Linked DNA regions of Mus musculus: region 1 is linked to region 2. The links are chromatin contacts, called in public promoter capture Hi-C maps. All regions are on one chromosome and are shown on one strand. Each heading gives the region's core, a stretch centred on a gene start, on an enhancer-like site or on the middle of the called end of the contact. The rest is flanking DNA. Distances are from core to core; before and after follow the strand shown. Region 1 holds the start of Rspo4 (R-spondin 4). Region 2 holds the start of Sdcbp2 (syndecan binding protein (syntenin) 2).

The links. Promoter capture Hi-C pulls out the DNA fragments that hold promoters and counts their contacts.
Region 1: a promoter capture Hi-C map of embryonic stem cells shows a contact between it and region 2. The contact joins the promoter of Rspo4 here to the promoter of Sdcbp2 in region 2. A contact is called at or near these places in 21 of 39 promoter capture datasets (the 3T3-L1 cell line, 3T3-L1-derived adipocytes, the HPC-7 cell line and 13 more), 4 of 484 Hi-C or Micro-C datasets (embryonic stem cells and nephron progenitors) and 1 of 115 datasets of contacts at active chromatin or transcription factors (embryonic stem cells).

What each region holds. Positions count from the first base shown.
Region 1 is chr2:151,841,533-151,844,232 of GRCm38.p6, reverse strand. Rspo4 (R-spondin 4) reads right to left here and starts at 1,306. Exons shown (of 5, transcript NM_001040689.1): 1 at 1,081-1,306. The coding sequence starts at 1,159.
Region 2 is chr2:151,571,224-151,574,211 of GRCm38.p6, reverse strand. Sdcbp2 (syndecan binding protein (syntenin) 2) reads right to left here and starts at 1,589. Exons shown (of 9, transcript NM_145535.2): 1 at 1,508-1,589. Gm39959 (a long non-coding RNA gene) reads left to right here and starts at 2,187. Exons shown (of 3, transcript XR_866853.2): 1 at 2,187-2,241.

The DNA of each region.
Region 1 (2,700 bases), core at 57-2,556, 270 kb before region 2:
CTGCTTCCTTATAGGAGCTGCAACATCTGCGAAAGGCTTTCCACGCAGATGGACTAGAAGTCCCTATGGGTAAGGCCACTCTCACACACCCTACCATTCAGTATTCCCAGACTCAGGCTCTCAGTCAGAGAGCAAATCAGAGCTCCCACCTGCCCGTTGGACTGCTCAACAAAGCAACCTGCATGAATGTCTGGTTCCTGCTCTATAGAGTGAGATAGCCACTGTCATTAGGGCATCATAGGGGACCTAGGAAACAGTGTGTGTCTCACTCTTGGCATGGCAGCCAGCCTTTGGTAGTTGATGCACAGACAGGCATCCAGAGTCCTGGGGCCTTCCCTGTTCAGACACAGGGCTTGCTGGTCCTCTTGCCCTCCCAACACCAGCTCAGGTTCTGTCAACTCCAGCTCTGCAAGGGCAGTCTCACCTCACCTCCAAAATACATCTGACTGTGGCACTGAGGAACTGTGGCACAGACCCCAATGTTCACAGGGCCCAGGCGCGATTAGAGTCTCAGGTTCAAGTTTCCTTAGTGGCTCCAGGAGGTCCCAAGGAAAAATATCCTAAGATTCTGAGAGAGGACAAACTTCTTCCAGGTCATCCCCAGAAGACTTCAACTTGAACACAGGTCTCAGTCATGCTGATACCACTAGAGAGGCTTACCCAGATTAATTCTGGGAGTGTGGGGGTTGTGACAGCAGGGGTCAGGAGCAGTGATAGAACCCCCGAACCCCACATGAGCCCTGGAGTCACTGATCTTCATCCTGGCCCAGCGTGGATGCCTGGGCTGGCTTCTAAGTCACTAGCCCTGTCTTCTAGTTCATTGTTTCCAAGGGTGGTTCCTTGGGTTTTTGGTGTCTGTGGAGTTACCCTTGGGACACTGCTGGGAGGCTGGGGCCAGTGAGCCCGACCTCTAGTTCCCTCCCAGTAGTGCTTCCTAGGTCCAGGTTGTCGACAACTCCCCGTTCCGACCCTGAGTCAACAGTCCAGGCATCAGGCACCAGACAAATACCCATATCCGCTGGGCTACCACGAGTCTGTCTTGTAGTGCCTACCCCACCACCAGCCCGGCCACATCTGTACCTTGCTTCTTCCTTCGGTACAGGGCGAGCATGTCCACTGCGTGGGCGAGGAGCAGCAGCAGGCAGAGTGGAGCCCGCATCTGGGCAGCCTGGTGCTCCTGGCTCCCCGACGGCCCGGCAGCCTCTGTGCGGGGGACAGCCTGTGGCGCGCGTTGAGCATCCGCGGGTCGCTGGTCGCTACGGCCACCAGGGACCCGCCGGTGCGCCCAGGGCGCGGTGGGTCGAGTGAGGGCGTCAGCGCGGCCGCGCGGCCGGGGCGGGGAGGAGTCGGCGGCTGGGCGGCGCTTAACCCTCGGGGGGCCCTTGCGGGCGCAGCCCCACGCCCCTCGCACGTGCACAGGCCGGCTCTAGGTACACAAGCGCACACGCCGCACTGCACACTCACCCGGACAGACCCTCCCTCTGCCACTCTGGTCTTCCTCTTCCTCCTGTCCCCAGGACCGTCCTGGCTTGTTTTTCTGTTTATTCCCTGACTGCCTCACCTCCAACACAGGACTCTTGCCAAGCGCATGGGCCTCTCTGGCTCACTGTTCCGACCTGGCTAGCTTGGGTTCTGTGGTGTCTTGCCCTTTCCATATCTCCTCTGGGGTTGGGGGACGAGGGTAGGCGGAGTGGGGGAGGGGGGAGTGTGAGCAGGCTGCTGCTCCACTCTGTTGCTTTTTCTTTCTAGTTATCCCAAACACTTTCTGGTTGTAGCCTCTGAGCCTTTCCTGCTGCAGCCTTGGGGAGACCCTACTCTTTGACCCAGTGTCCAACACCGCATACTTTGCTTACCAAAGGACCTAGGACCCAGGGTATATTTCTTCCAGCCTTATCTCCAGGATTGGGTTGTTTTTTAACCTTTTCAGTGCCAAATTGCTCTTCCAATAAAACAATATTCTCCTGCCTCCTGTTACCCTGTGAACCAAGCCCATTCGCAGTGAAGCTGCCACAGAGAATGTTTGAGAGCCACGAACTTGACTTTCTGCTAAATACATGCATAAAAGCTTTAGAATAACGAACTTTCTCTTTTGACTAATTGTTCATTCGAAGGGGGAAGGGATTCGCAGAGAGACCAAGTAGTTTGCCCAAAACTGCACAGCAGCTCTATAGCCTTTCAGACGCGTCTCAGCTCAGCACACAGTCTCATCACCGAAGGGTGGAAGAGAGCCTTGGAGACCCAAAGGACCGTCTCGCTTCCTGTTTGCTACAAGTGTGACTTGTAGATAGAGAGAGGTCCTGAAGCTGCGGTCCTGCCCACTTATTCCTACACCACCAGCCCACCAGCACACACCTACCTCTGACCAGCCAGGTTCCGATGTCCTTGCTGTCTGTCTTCTCCCTTTCAGCCCAAGTCTCCACCTTCTCACAGTAGTTTGCAAGCTTTTCAAGCCTCTTATATGTGGTGTTTCTTTGTTGTTTGTTTGTTTGTGTTTGGTTTTGTGAGACACTGTTCTTGTGTATCCCAGGAACTCATTATGTAGATAAGGATGACCTTGAACTCCTGATCGTCTTCCCTCCATCTCCCAGGTGCTACTGAACAGGTCTGTAATACCACTTCTAGCTCCCTCTTACATCCTGAGCATCTTTTGTCTTGGCCTCTCCATGGATTGGTGGCCTAATTCCATTCCTCCACTGACTC
Region 2 (2,988 bases), core at 340-2,839:
GTGAGATACACAGAAAGTAGTGTGACAGCGCAAGAGCTTGCTCAGTTCCTGCAGGTAGCTGACTCTCGGAAGGGACTTGCTCCCAAGGACTTCCCTCCCCTCACTATCGTTCGATCTCCATCCCAGAGCTTTCTATACATCTTCGTATTGTAAGCAATAACAACACAGTATATCAGCAGTCAGGCCCTGGGGAATCAGCAGGGCTGGAAAGGGGCCCATTAGCCCCCATCTTTGAACTTACAGAATAAGAACACTTTGTTCCAAACTGCTGGAACTCTGGGACTCCCACTTGTTCCTGTGGACAACTCATCTATCCTTCAGAAAACAGAAGCGTGGGTTAATGTGATGGAGTAATAGCTTCTGTAAGGCCAAATTAGCCCAGGGATCTGGTGAATCGGCAAGGAGGAGGCTGTTGCTAAGCCACAAGCATGTACCTCCTCCTTCCAGGGCTATACTGTGCCAGAGGGAACGGGACTCAGGAAATTCTGTTCTCCCAGTGAAGGTCCAGGGGAGGCAGAACAGAAGCCAGGCTTTAGAGAGGCTCAACCTACTGCTTGCCTCTGACTATGAGAGCAAAGAATGGACTAGGCTCCATGTCCGATATAGTTATTTTGTAACCATGTCCGATATAGTTATTTTGTAACTATAGTAAAATAACAGTTACTTTAAGCAGAGTTATCTAGGCATGAGAAGACTATTTAAATGGGTTACACATGGAGAACATTTAGCACAGTGCCTAGCACAAATAGGCAACTCCATAACTGTCTGCTCATCCCACCTAGGGCCACCTCCTAAGTCCAGGCACTGTTTTGGATGCCCACAGTAAGAAGTGAACACAATCATCACTCTTTGATGTAGGGACTTTGTAGTGAAGAGCTGGATTAAAAAGCCCCAAGACTTTGTGGGCTGTGTCAGGTGGTGGGAAGAACTGGGGAGGAGAATGAAGTGGGGTGGAGAGCAGAGGGTGGCAGTAGGATTAGGGAAGCCTTGCTGTGGAGGGGAGAGACATTTGTGTAAAAGCTTAAAGAATTGGGTGGGCAAGAACATTCCGGGGGGTCAGGCCCACTGCACAGACCCTGGGGTGAGCATGCCCCCAGTGTTCAGAGGACCCTGAGGGAGGAAACCAGAGAAGATGGGAGGGGCTCAGACCCTGGAGGGCTCATGGGGCTTGGTGAGAATTTTGACCCTTCTTGAGTGAGAGGGAGCCACAAGGAAAGTCTGAGCATCAGAGAGCCATAGCCTTCAGGGCCTTCTGGCCAATGGATGTAGGGTAGATTAGAGGTAAGTGTAGAAGATAGAACAGTGCAGAAAATCATACGTCCTCCAAACCCTGCCAGGGAGCAGAAAAAGGAAAGCTTTGTTCCCATTTCCTTCTAAGAGTGAAGCAAATTAAAAGGAATTTACCTACCTAGGAAGTCCTAGAAGACAGGACAAGGGAGGGAAAGAAATTGGTTGTGAGCAGGTCTTGTTTAGCTCCTCTATCCCAGCCGATACGGACTGTTCTTACCTGCTGGCTCCGCACGCTGTCCTCTTCTCCAGCCACTGCAGCCTCCTGGCATGTGCTGGTCGCCTGTGTCCCAGTTGGGTTCCTGCTCTGGGAAGGGTGGTGCCCGCCCCTTGTTCAGCTGACTCACCGTGGACTAGGATGGGCCCAGGTAAGCCTGTGTGGCTCGGTAAACAGAGCAGTCACCCACGAGTGGGTGGGGCTAAAGCGTACAGCTGATATGCGTAGATGCTGTAGAGATGGGTGCGAACTAGGGCTACTTGGCCCTATGAGGAAGTCAGCACGACTGTGGCGGCCTCACCCTGCCAATAGGCAGTTAACTGGAGAACAGTGAGAGAGATGTCCTGGGCCTTAAAAGATGGCCGCAGGTTGTAACCTAGTGTATTTCTTAGAAATCAATTGCAGTGCAGTCTCTGGATCCATCATGGTGTTTCTTTTAGTAAAACCAATCTAGAAATCCCAGATGCCTGACACTGGTTAAAGGAGTCACCAATCTATAGACGATGACACAATTATTAAATCATTTCAGGAAGGTGCCAAGGGGAAATATAACAATACTGAGACAGCGAATAATCACCATTGAGGTCATACCCTCTGGTTTTGTTTTCAGAAAAGTGTGTACTGCAGGAAGTCTAGAGAGCCCCACCCCCTTTCCGGCTCTCTTTCATTCTTTCTGAGATGCTAGGGACCGAGCCTTACACTCCTAAGCAAATGCTGCCTGACATCTCCAGGCCCTGGTGAGCTTTTCACTTTGTAGTTGTGTAGATTCCAATAATGGTAGCAAAGTGTGTGTGTGTGGGCACACACAGACACACACACACTGCCTTTGCCTGTGTGTATATGTAGAAGTCAGAGATTGACAGTCTTCCTCTATTCTCCTCCACCTTAGTTTTAAGACAGGGTCTCTCACTGAACCTAGTGCTCACCATTTAAGCTAGCCTGGCTGTTCAGCAAGCCCCTGGGATCCGCCTCAGCACCTGTAGTGCAAATGTACCTGCTGTTCACGACTTTCATGTGGGTGTGGAGAGGTCCTCATATATGCATAGCAAGCACATTACCCATCAAACCATCCCTCCAGCCTTACTTATGATTTTCCTAAGAAAGCAGTAAGTATTTTGGATTTTTTTTTTAAAAAATCTAATTGGAGCCGGGGGTGGTGGTGCATGCCTTTAATCCCAGCACTTGGGAGGCAGAGGCAGGTGGACTTCTGAGTTCGAGGCCAGCCTGGTCTACAGAGTGAGTTCCAGGACTGCCAGGGCTATACAGGAAAACCCTGTCTTGGAAGAAAAAAAAACAAAAAAAACAACCCCCCCCCCCAAAAAAAAATCTAATTGGAAATCTCCTAGGAAAATTAAGGAACTGTGTTGATAGGACAGAGTTTACTTTCTTTTTCTTTTCCTTTGTCCCTCTTTTTTTTTTCTTTTTTAAGACAGGCTCTCTGTATGTAGCCTTGGCTGTCTTAGACCAGGCTGGCTTTGAAGGCT